Linked DNA regions of Ovis aries: region 2 is linked to region 1. The links are chromatin contacts, called in public Hi-C maps. All regions are on one chromosome and are shown on one strand. Each heading gives the region's core, a stretch centred on a gene start, on an enhancer-like site or on the middle of the called end of the contact. The rest is flanking DNA. Distances are from core to core; before and after follow the strand shown.

Evidence for each region. A called contact is a pair of places that touch in the nucleus more often than the background predicts.
Region 2: a Hi-C map of hypothalamus shows a contact between it and region 1, with 2.0 times the contacts expected there. The contact joins the promoter of TMCO3 here to the promoter of PCID2 in region 1. A contact is called at or near these places in 2 of 16 Hi-C or Micro-C datasets (hypothalamus and muscle).

The regions. Positions count from the first base shown.
Region 1 is chr10:85,879,214-85,885,217 of ARS-UI_Ramb_v3.0, reverse strand. It overlaps PCID2 (PCI domain containing 2), which reads left to right and starts at 1,681. Exons shown (of 14, transcript XM_015098276.4): 1 at 1,681-1,739; 2 at 3,923-4,012; 3 at 5,396-5,469. The coding sequence starts at 1,704. It overlaps CUL4A (cullin 4A), which reads right to left and starts at 1,600. Exons shown (of 19, transcript XM_027973819.3): 1 at 1,046-1,600; 2 at 469-584. The coding sequence starts at 1,199.
Region 2 is chr10:86,016,432-86,022,521 of ARS-UI_Ramb_v3.0, reverse strand. TMCO3 (transmembrane and coiled-coil domains 3) reads right to left here and starts at 2,786. Exons shown (of 12, transcript XM_060394241.1): 1 at 2,586-2,786; 2 at 672-751.

The DNA of each region.
Region 1 (6,004 bases), core at 432-2,931:
GCCTAAAGCGTAGGTAAGAGTTTCACACACAACATAATGGATGATAATCTGCTGCATATTTGGAAAATGTCCTATGGCTCTTGGAAACACGTTTCTCTCCTATAAATGGGTTAAATTTAAGTACCTTTCAACAGCTTAAGCCTGAAAATGAAATGAAAATCCCACAACCACCAAAACCAGAAAACAGTCCTTGACTTGGGACAGGATGCCACAGAGCTCCTGCTGTTTCTGGTGGAGGCAGATACTTGGACTCTATTCCCTCTTCTACTGTCTCTGAAACAACACTGGGGACCACAGAATCCACGGCTGCGTCACGTTTCACCGGAGCTGGATTACGGTGCAATTTAGACAACTATAAAAAAGTCAGGTAAGCGGAAAGCAGGATGCCAGCACCCTAAGGGAAGGGAAGGCTTCCATCTCAGCGAGCCTGCTATGGAGCTCTGCTCCTGGCCGCCTGTGGACGCTTACCTGATAGAGCTCTTCCAGGTTGTAGCGGATGGAGGTGCTACTCTGTATGGCTTTCACCGCTTCATGAAGCTTCTGCCAGGTGTCCTGAGTGTAGTTATCAGGCAATTTAGGTCTGTCTGTAAGTGCAGACACAGTCAGTAGGTAACGGCACCCATGCCAACAATCACACGTCTTTAAAAAACCACTCTACGAAAAAAGTACTTCAAAGACACACAGCTAAGGAACGCGGGCCATTGTTTTCCCCGTACAAGGTGCCATGTTTATAAATCCCTCGGGTTACAGACTCTGCAGCCGTTCCGCCTTCGTTTCACTAAGCAAACACGTCGAAGACGGTCGCTGTGAGCGCGAGGGGAAGGCATAAAAATCTCAGTGCTCTTTCACTCAACGAGCGGACTTCCCAAGCGGGAGGCCGCGGAAGAGTTACCCTCCCCTCCGCGCTGCGAGCTGCCCGAAGCCGCCCCCGGCGGGGAGGCCGCCCGCCCGAGCGCCCGCCCGGGGCCGCGCCGCCGCAGGGGGGACCGCGCCGCCCGCCCAGCGCTCGGGCCCCGCGGCGCCCGCCCGGCCGGCCCGCACCCACCTCGGAAGTTCTTGATCACGAGCTTCCTGGAGCCGCCGGCGCCGCCGGGCTTGGCGGTGGCGGCGGCCGCGGCGAGGGACGCGGGCTTGGTGAGGCCGTTCGTGTGCCCGACGAGCGCCGAGAAGCTGCCCTTCCGGGGGCCCTCGTCCGCCATGGCGGCGCCCGCCCCGGCCCGGCCCGGCCTCCCGCCGCCGCCTCCCCGGCCCAACCGCCGCCCGGCTCGCGCGCTCTGCCCGCGCGGCCCGGCCCGCGACCGAACGCCCCGGCGCGGCCCGTGAGGAGCCCGCGAGGAGCCCGTGAGGAGCCCGCGAGGAGCCCGCGCGGCCCGTGAGGAGCCCGTGAGGAGCCCGCGAGGAGCCCGCGAGGAGCCCGCGCGGCCCGGCCCGTGAGGAGCCCGTGAGGAGCCCGCAGCCGCCGAGGGGGCGGCGGGCCCGGGCTCCGCGGCGCCGAGGGGGCGGTCGCGCGAGCGGGGAGGGCAGTCGCAGCGCAGCCCCCGGCGGTCCTCAGCCCGGGCGCGCCGCCATGCCGGCCCGGGGCTCGCGCTGCGGCGCACACACCGCCTCCGGAACCAACGCGCGCGGAAGGCGGGGCCGGGGGCGCGGGGTCGGGGCCGGACCGCGGCCCGGAAGTGACGCGCGGCGGCGGCGCGGGCGCGGCCATGGCGCACATCACCATCAACCAGTACCTGCAGCAGGTGGGGTTCCCGGTCTGCGGCCCGCGCCGGGCGGAGGGGTGGCCGGGCGGAGGGGTGGCCGCGCGGAGGGACTCTTTTCGCCGGCTGCGCCCGCGCCGCCGGCCGCCGGGCGGCAGGCAGACCCGACGTGGGTCCCGGGGGCCGGCCGCGCCCTCGGGGTAGGGGCGGTGGGAGCTGGGGACGCGGAGAGCCGGGGCCCGCCTGCGAGCGGGCCGCGCCCCGCGGGCTTGCGTCTCTCGGGGCTGTGTCCACACAGCCTGTAGACGCAGGAGCACAGCGCGAACACAGCCATCGACGGATCGAAAGCCGACAGTCTTTGCTGGAAGCAGGGCTTCCCTGATAGCTCAGACGGTAAAGAATGCGCGTGCGGTGCAGGAGACTCAGGTTCGATCCCTGTGTGGGGAAGATCCCCTGGAGGAGGGCATGGCAGCCCACTCCAGTATCTGGCCTGGAGAATCCCATGGACGGAGGAGCCTGGCTGGCTACTGCCCATAGGGTCCCAAAGACTCAGACACGACTGAGCGGCTAAGCACAGCGTGGCATAAACACTGTAAGGGCCTCCCTGGTGCCCCAGACAGTAAAGAGTCCGCCTGCAACGCAGGAGACCCAGGTTTGATCCCTGGTTCGGGGAGATCACCTGGAGAAGGGAATGGCAGCCCACTCCAGTATTCCTGCTTGGAGAATCTCATGGACAGAGGGATCTGGCAGGCTACAGTCCATGGGGCCGCCAAAACTGGGACACGGCTGAACGACGAACACAGTCTTTCCTCTGGGCTGTGCTCATTCGCAGGGCTAGAACCCTGGTGACAGGATTAAGGAAAGGGAGGGGCGGCACATGGCCTTTAAAAAATATCTGAAGACTGCCAGGACTTAGTGTGGTTCCGGCTCCGGGAGGAATCAGGATTCATTCCCAGGTTTCTAGCTTTACAGTAGATGAGCAGAACCGATTTGGAAGTAAAAATAAATTGTTCTGGACGTGTTGTGTTGGAGGTGTCTGTTGACAACCAGGCAAAGATATCTAGTTGGCAGCTGAATATAGTATAACAAGCTTGGAACCATTAACGTAATGGTTAATGGTTCATTGAGAAAACTGGTTCAAACGAGAATCATGAAAATACAAATACATGCTTTTGTTTTAACTTAAAGCTTGCAAATATAATACATTCGTTTGCGGTCTTCTGGTTGATGCCTAAGACTTTTTCTTTAAGGATATGTCTACTTTGGCCTTATCTTTGCAGTTAACATTTTTCAATATCAGTTTTTATATAAAGTTGAATAAGAACACAGACATTGGAAAACCAATGTGGATATAGAATCTCTCTAGAAGTTTGTACTTTTTTATATCTTTTGTATATAAATGTTGTGTTTTCTGTACATTTTTATATTTCTCACAATTTTCTTGCCCACACTGAGCTGCAGAGTTAGGGGAGGTAGCTTGCCACCATCACTGTTTTCCTAGGAGGTCGAGCCATTACAAACCCCATTTCACGGAGCAGCTTAGGTGACTCTCTAGGGTCACTGTACAAGTAGGTGACACATTCACACCAGGAATCCTGGCCCCAGAGTCCGTGCTCCGACACCAGGCTCACTGTCTCTGTCAGCCCAGGTTTCGCCCACCTCCTGTCTCCATCAGAACCTGCTGCGTCTTGGATCTCAGGGGCCCTGACGGCTTGGGCTTAACTCACGGCTCTGCAGCCTCCTTGGCCAGGGCCACCTGTGGACAGTCCGTGTGTCTTGCATTTCCCGTGGCCTCTGATAACTTCCGTCGGCTTTTGGGTCTGGGGTTTGATTTCACCTTCGTAAGCTCGTGAGATCTCCGGTTAGTTTCTTGGATGCTGGCATTTTGGACATATGTGATCTTCAAGCTTGTTTTTCTTTTTTGTAAGCTATGTGAGTGGATCTTCAAATGTTTATTAGTGTGAGTAAGCTGGAATAACTAACCCTCCTTAATAAGCAGATAATGAACTACTGGGTGATTCCACTTTTTCATTGTTTTAGCAGTGCGTCACCTGTTTGCCTGATCTCATTTTGAAGCGCAGTGATTGTCTGCTCACTGTGGAGGGTGCTGGTTACGCCTCCACGCTCTCAAAGCAGGGAAAGCGCTGCAGCGTGTTGCCTTGGTTCTTTTGGGGTTAAGTGTGTTACTTTCCACGTAACAGCCCTTTTCTCTCCAAATGCTTCAGGTCTGTGAAGCAATTGACACCAGAGATGGGGCGTCCCTTGCAGAGCTGGTGTCTTTCAAGCATCCTCATGTTGCCAACCCGCGGCTTCAGGTAGGTGTGGGGGCCACACACACACGTGTCTGAGAGGGTCACTGGGTCACCACCTTCCTAAGTTTAGGGTGTGAGTGGGAAGAATACTTGCCGCTCTTGTTTGAAAATCGCCAGGCTCCTTCGCGATTTGCCTAATTTCAGTTCGTTTATTGAGCATTAACGGAGCACTGTGCCTCAGAGCCCGTGCGGAGGTTTGTGCTTCTTCCTGCCTGTGATTGCCGCAGGACTCTCCAGGGCTTGGAGAAGCGCAGCAGGGTGGTGGGGTGATCAGCGGACAGGCGGTGGGCTCAGGCTCGGGCAGGCCTGTCTGTCCCTGAAGCCCACAGCTGTGCGGTGGTGCTGCCGGGGAGGTCTTACGCCCACCACCTGTGGCTTTGGAGGCAGACCTGGGCCCGCAGAGCCTGCAGCATTTCCTGGCTGGCTCTTTATGCGAATGTCTGCCAGCCCCTGCCCTCAAATGTAAGCATCCCTGGTTCAGAAGATAGATGGTATCCACGTAGAAGCTTCCGTGGAAAGCACTGTTGAAACCTTGTTGAAGTAATGCCTACTTCCTCGTCGACTGCCATGACGCATTGGAGTATGTTCTGTCCGGGAGCTAAACTTTTCTTTTGAAAGAGAGTGCCTGGAGTCTTGGTGGGTCTCAGGTTCAGCTTGCTGGCAGGTAGCCCCTGGAACACATCTGCTGGCTCATATGTGACCTGAGGCTGACCCCTTTGTCACAAAACTCCTAACCTTCCGTCAGCGGTCCCTTTACTGGCAGCCTTTGTCCGCCCGTCATTGCATCAGAGATTGTGGAGCGGCGACCTTGCCCGTGTTGTCGTCGCCCCTTTCACTTTTCTTGACTTGGATACGCAAGTATAGTTACGGTGCCAGAGTAGCATCCCCGAGTCCCTTTCTTGTTTAGGCCGTCCTGTTACACATTATCAAAAATCTGGCCACTGAGAGGAGAGGGCAGGCAGCAGGTGAGTGTCTGCCGTCTCCCAGCACTCCTGAGTGGGCAGTCTGGCAGCAGGGGGTGACGACCCCCCACCTCCCCTCCCCCCAGGCATCGTCTCCAGCTCCTTCGACCTCACACGACCTAGCTACCTTTGTTAGGCATGTAGTAGCTGCTTAATAAATACACAAAGACATCTGTGAGCATGCCTAGAGTGCTTCCTGACCTGTGGTAGACAGGGCAGACCGCGTTCATCTGTGTGCAGGTCGGGCTGCATAGGCGTGTGGAGGTAATGAACCGCTTTTTGAACTGCTAAAGTGTGAAGAGCTGCTGCACCTGTGAAGTGTAAATCCTCTTGAAACAAAGGTTTGTCTGAATCTCTTCCTTCGCATTGCATTCTTTCTGTCCCAGTTAATTTTCTTTTTACCGTTTTTCTTATTGGCACGCAGATGGCCTCTCCAGAAGAGAAGTGTCAACAAGTCTTGGAGCCCCCTTATGACGAAATGTTTGCAGCTCACTTACGGTAAGCTGTGGGCGAGGTCGGAAAAAAAGCCAGTCTGGAGGTTGCTGGCTTGATTAGGGGGGTTTTATACCATCTTGAAGCATTGAAAATTTTCTTTTGAAAAAGTAGAAAAGTATGTTTGTAATTGCACTTTGGTAAAACCTGTGAAAATCTTGTGAAGCTTAAAAGACTTTAAAATTTAATAAACTTTTCCATCTCAGGGACTGTGTGCTTTAAAAGTTAGTGAAACGGGGATCATTCATCTGTGTGTCTTCTGTGTGATGCTCATCCCACTGGCTGTGTGGTGGTCTTTTATTCAGAAGGGTGTGCAGCCCACTATCGACTTGGGTTTTTCATGGAAACGCCCGGTTTTTAACCTCTTTGCCTTGAACTGGAAAAGAAACTGGATCGGAGCAGAGTAAATGAAATTTTGCTTTTTATTTACATGTCATGTCTGCTATTTTCACCTCTGAAGCCTCAATTCAGGCCAAGCCGCGGGTCCCAAAGCGTGTGGGCTGGACTGCCCTCCTGCCGACACGGCCCGCCAGGGTCTCCG
Region 2 (6,090 bases), core at 1,537-4,036, 140 kb before region 1:
CAGCTTCATGTTCATAGACACCTGTCAAGAGATAGACGCTCTTCTCAGTGGACATACGGCTACGACTGAAATTCTCAGATTTCTCATTAAAGTGACTGAGCCCCCGGGTGTGTCGGGGGAGGGAGAACCGACTGCAGGGCCTTGTCAGGGAGGAGCCGTCCTAATGGACAAAGGGTGTTACTCCCAAACTGGCTGTGCAGCAGCTTATTTTCCTGAAGTTTGGAATCTATAAAAGATTCACTTTCTGTGATCTTTTGGAGAAAACGTGTGTGTCTAGACCTGTGCCATTAACTCAGCGTCTGAAATCTGTGTCTCGGTTCTGAAAAGTACTAAATGTGTGTACATTTGAAGTTGAGCTTGATTTCTGTCCCTCGAAACAATAAATGGCATATATTTTCCTTTTTAAAAAATTCTATTTACTTATTTGGCTGTCCCAGGTCTTAGTTGCAGCATGCGGGATCTAATTCATTGACCAAGGATGGAAGATGGGTCCCCAGCATTGGGAGCCTGGAGTCTTAGCCATTGGACCACCAGGGAGGTCCCTGTTATTGCTATTTTTAACTATTAAAAAAAGGCACTTTGGACTTGTTTTGGTCTTATAATGAATTCTTAAAATGTCCACACCCAGCTGAACCCCTGGCCCTAAGTTGGGGGGGGCGGGGGGGCCTGACCTGGCACCAGAGCTCCAGGCAAGAATTCCAGAGCTAGCCTCCAGGGTCCAGCGGGATCAGGGTTAGCAGGTGCAAAGCCTCTGGAAAAAAGAAAGCAGGAGGGTTATTTGCAGTGGACGGTCTGACGTGAGCATTTTGGCCAGATTCCACCAGAGCTTCCAGGCACAAACCAGCAACAAAGAAGGAGGCAAAGACACCTGGGGTGGAAGCAACCTAACTCAACGTGGCTTGCAGAGCATTTGTGCTCCCTCTCGGCCACTGAACTCACGCAGGGTGATAGCCTAGTGGCTGCACTGTTTCCATCAGTCACACTTTTACAAACAGGCAGACTCATTCATGGAGAAGGCGATGGCACCCCACTCCAGTGCTCTTGCCTGGAAAATCCCATGGACGGAGGAGCCTGGTGGGCTGCAGTCCATGGGGTCGCGAAGAGTCGGACACGACTGAGCGACTTCCCTTTCCCTTACCTGAAAAGCCTGTTTTACACTTTAACAAGTTAGGTGATGTAAATTCTATTTGTTAAAAGGTAAAGCACTTATAATCCTGTAAATACAACTTATGGTTCATTTCTAATCACTAAAGAACTGGAAAATGAATTTAAAAAGCAAAACAGGGAGGACAGAAAATTCTTATGGACAATAACAAATGTTAAAATATGTAATGCTAATTAAACTGTACAAAACCCAGTGTTCTGGGCAGGTGCCAATCCAGTTACTGGCACCTGTCCCGTGACTCGCAGCCGCCTTCGACATCCCCTCCTCGGAGTAGCTCCCCGAAGGCGGGCTGGGGGCTGTCCCTGAGCCACACATTGACTGGGGGCCATGCTGTGCCTCCTTCTCAAGGGACCCGGAGGCCGCGTGACCCCTGGACAAACACGTGTGAGCTCCCAGGTGAGGTCCCGCAGGAAGGGGCGGGGCGGGGCGGCTCCTCGCACGCCTGAGCCCAGGATCTGGCTGGGGTATGGGGGAGAGGGGGGAGGGGGGTGTGGACAGCCCAACCCCGCTACGTCCACAGCCCCCGCCCGCGCTCCCATCGCGCCCTCCCCGTCCCGCATCCGCCCTGCATCCTCTGCCAGGTGCGCGGGCCTCGAAAAGGCGCTCAGGTGCAGCACCGTCCTCAGCACAAAGCCTGGGGGGTGGAACCCCGAGAGCGGACAGAGTGCCCTGGGGAGGAAGCGGAGAGAACAGAGGCCCTGGGAGGGAGGAGCAGACCACCCCCCGCAGGGAGGAAGGAGCCCAGACCCCCGGTGGGTGAGCCCAGACCCCGGGGAGGGGAGCCCAGACCCCGGGGAGAGAGGAGCCCAGACCCCAGACCCCAGGCCCCCGGGAGGGGGAGCCCAGACCCCCAGAGAGGGGAGGAGCCCAGACCCCCGGGAGGGAGGAGCCCAGACCCCAGACCCCGGGGAGAGAGGAGCCCAGAGCCCAGACCCCCGCGGAGAAAGGAGCCCAGACCCCCGGGAGGAGAGGCGCCCAGACCCCCGGGAGGGGGAGCCCAGACCCCCGGTGGGTGAGCCCAGACCCCGGGGAGAGGGGAGCCCAGACCCTGGGGAGAGAGAAGCTCAGACCCCCGGTGGGTGAGCCCAGACCCCCGGGAGAGAAGAGCCCAGACCCCAGACCCCAGACCCCCGGGAGGGGGAGCCCAGACCCCCGGGGAGGGGAGGAGCCCAGGCCCCGGGGAGGGGAGCCCAGACCCCGGGGAGAGAGGAGCCCAGACCCCCGGTGGGTGAGCCCAGACCCCGGGGAGAGAGGAGCCCAGACCCCAGAGCCCAGGCCCCGGGGGAGAGGAGCCCAGACCCCGGGGAGAGAGAAGCTCAGACCCCCGGGGGAGGGGAGCCCAGACCCCCGGGCAGGGAGGGGAAGGGAGCCGTGAGGGCCGCACTAGAGGGCCCGGCCCCGGACGCCGCGCAGCGCTCACCCGGACGTTCCGGCCGCGGCGCGTCCTGGGTCCGGCTCTCCGGAGGGGAGGACAGGGAGGCGACTTCTCCGCATCCCTTCCCAGGCGGCAGGGCCGCCCCCGGGGCGGGGCCCAGGTCAGGCGCCCGGAGGGCCCGCTCTGCCCGCCGTCTCCCGAACGCGCTCCGCGCCGACGCGGCCGAGAGGGCGTCGCGGCTCCTTTAAGGAGGTGGGGCGCGGTGTCCCCGGCCCGGGGCGGGGCGGCGCGCTGCACGCCGGGAGTCGGAGGCCGAGCGCGGCCTGGATCCCGGCGGCCCCCGGGCGGCGCGGGGCACGCCGGGAGTCGGGGTCCTGCGTCCCCGGGCGTCGTCCGGGCTGCGGCCGGGGCGGGGGCGGCGCGGGCGGCGAGGCGGGCGCGAGCCGGGGCGCATGCGCGGCGAGGGAGGTGGCGCGCGGGCCGCCGGCGGGGGCAGGGCCGGGTCGGAGACCGGCGGCGGGGCCCGGGGCGGGGGAGCGACGGAGGGGCTTCCGGAGCCTTCGGGCTGCGCGCTGCGGCGGCGCGGCGGCGGGGGCTTCCGTGTGCGGCCAGCGGGGTCCCGGGCCGACGAGACAGACGCGGGCCCGCGAGCTGGGGCCGAGGCCCGGCGGAGCGGCCGGCGCGGGCGCGGGGCCCCAGCCCCTTCTGCGCGGCCGGGGGCCGGGGGCGGCGTCAGACGCTGGGCCGGGGGACGCTCAGCCGCGGCTCCTCGGTGCGAGCCGGGCGTCCAGAGGTGCGGCGGGCGCAGGCCGCGGCGCCCGCAGGAGTCGGAAGGCGGCCGGGGAGAGGGCGCAGCCGGCCGCGCTGCGGCAGCCTTCCCTCCGGGCAGCGGGATCCTGGGAGAGGGCTCCGGGCGGGCGAGGGGGTCCAGGCGGCGGGTGCAGGGGCGGCGGCGGCCTGAGCACACACCCTGCCGGTGGGGAGAGCCGCCGCGGAGGAGGAGATGGAGAAAGTCCGGTCAGCGCCGGGAGGGCTCCGGCAGGTCCGGAAAGCAGAGACCGCGCCCCGGCTCCCCAAGGGAAGGGGCTGCGTGGGCAGGCGCCTGGCCTTCTGAACAGGTTGCAGAGGCGGGAGAGTGAAGGGGGCACTTGGGTCTGACTCCTTGGCCCCCTCCCCCGCCGCCGCCGCCACCACCACCTGCTGAGCCCAGAACCATCAGGGTGACTCAGCCTACACCCTTAACTGGGTCAGCCCCTTGGAAGCGACCCTAAGAGATTGTGTTGTATTCGGTGTCTCTGGAAGGGCACTTTACGGGCGTATCTTCGTTCGATATGTGGTCAGTCTTGGTGCCCACATCGCAGAAGTGGCTCTTCACAAGGTCACAGTGAAGAGGCTTGAGACCTTTGCCAAAGGTTAGAGAATTTATCTGATGTTTCTCCTAGATTATCCACATTTTTAATAAAAATTTTGGACATTTTAGGAGGATAAGACAATGAAATGTAGGGAAAGCCCACCCACTTCCCTTAAAAGCCGTGGATAATAATTTAATGTCCTTGGCATGGTGAGCCTTAGTGAAGTCCATCAGAGCTTGAAATGTAGGCCGTGGTCCTGTGGATTTACGGACCTTTATTAATTTATCTTTTAGGCATGACCTCCAAATGGCCCAGCTCCTGCTGCTCCAGAGCTGAAGAAGGTGGTGAGATCAACTGTCCCCTCTGGACTTTGTTTGGCAGCTGAGAAGCTCAGAGCCTAATTTTCAGCTTTCAGCTCTTATATATGGTATGCGTGTCTGTGTCTTATCTCTGGCTTTTTTTGTCTTTTTTCCTCCTAACTTCATCGACATCTTGTTTTCCAACTACATGTTTTCGTAAGTTACAGCTTATTCTATGTGCTTCTGTGAACTATGTCATCTTTTTTTGAACAAAACAGTATAAATCCTTTTAAAAGTAAAATTTTCCCCTTTGTCATATTATTGTTTTTTATAAAGTATTAGCGTCCAGTAGATGGGTCTGGTTTTGCTTTGGGGGGACAGTTTGTCCACACCACGCAGCATGTGGGATCTTAGTTCCCCAACCAGAGATCAGACGTGTGCCCCCTGCAGTGGAAGCGTGGTGTCTGGATCGCTGGACTGTCAGGGAAGGCCCTAGCGTCTGTTTTGATTTACAGCCTTGGTGAATCACTGTCATTTCTGCTGTCGTTTTCATCAGGTTACCTTCAATAAATAAAACCTTAACCATTCCGGTGTCTGGAAGCATCAGAAGACTGTTTGGTTTCATCATATACTATATATAGTGCGGTTACGGGGCAGTGTTGTTATTTACTACCCACCCACAGCCTCTGCCCTATTTTTCCATTTTATTTCTGTCTCATGTACATGAACTTCTCATTATTAGTATCTTTGCGTAATCATCACGGGCTTTTTGTGCCTGCTTTTGAAGCTTTTATAAGTTACTTTTCACACAATTTTGTGTGTGTGTGTTTTCATCAGTGTTCTGCTAATTTTAGACAGAGGAAGGCTTAAAACAATGATGTTTCTAAATCTCAAGGGCCTTCTTCTGGTCATTAGGGCCTGAGATTAGTTGAACCTGAGGAGGACCCACCGGGGGCTGTGGTGCTGTGGTCAGACCTCGGGTTACCCTCTGGCCTCACTTCATCAGATGGCACATGTGTGTTATAAAGGGGGATTTCACTGAGACTCAGAGGGAAAAAGGCAGCATCCTACTTCATGCGAAGGGAACCAGATAAAGATCAAAATGTATCTTGCATGGACTACTGATATTTCTAATTTGGGGAGTTTAAACTTTCCGTATTTGTTACTATATAGATGCCGTCATTTGAATTTTCAGAAGGCTGTCCAGTGTTTTTATCCGATGGGCAACAAAGCTTTGTATTTCTGTGGTTCTGAAGTGCAGTCCGGTCACTGAGGAGAAGTTAAGTCCGGATGCAACGTAGGTGCTAGTGGTTGAGCCATAACGGCTCTCTGGGCCGACCTCAGTGGCTTTCCTGCTGCTTTCGCTTCCCAGAGCATAAGCTTAAATCATCTCAGAAGGACAAGGTCCGCCAGCTCATGGCATTTACCCAGGCTGGCAAGAGAAGTGCCACCCGCTGCTTAGAGCAGAGCAGGTAGCCACCAGGCCTGGCCACGGACAGCTGCTCCCAGTGCCCGAGCGGGCTCACAGGGGAGCCATGAGGCCCTCCATGGACAGGAAGAAACTGGAGCGGCTGTATAACAGGAACAATGGCGAGGGCGCCAAGGCGCCGCACGGCCAGGGCGCCGGGGTGGCGGTTGGGAGCTTCCCATGCCGTGTCCCAAGGCCTCCAGCCACGTGCCGCGCTAGGAGCACAATCCCCTCCCTTGCTGACGGTCAGCTACACGGTTTAGTTGGTTTAATCGGAACGTGGCTGCTGATGGCTCAAGGCTGGGGTGGAACAAGGCACACAGAGTAAAGGCTGATGGGCAGCAAGCACTCCTGTACGCGGCCTGGGTCAGCTGTGGGGAGTCACTGGTGGGAGGCTTGGTGTCCAGGCTAGGGGGCTACGCCTGCTACGA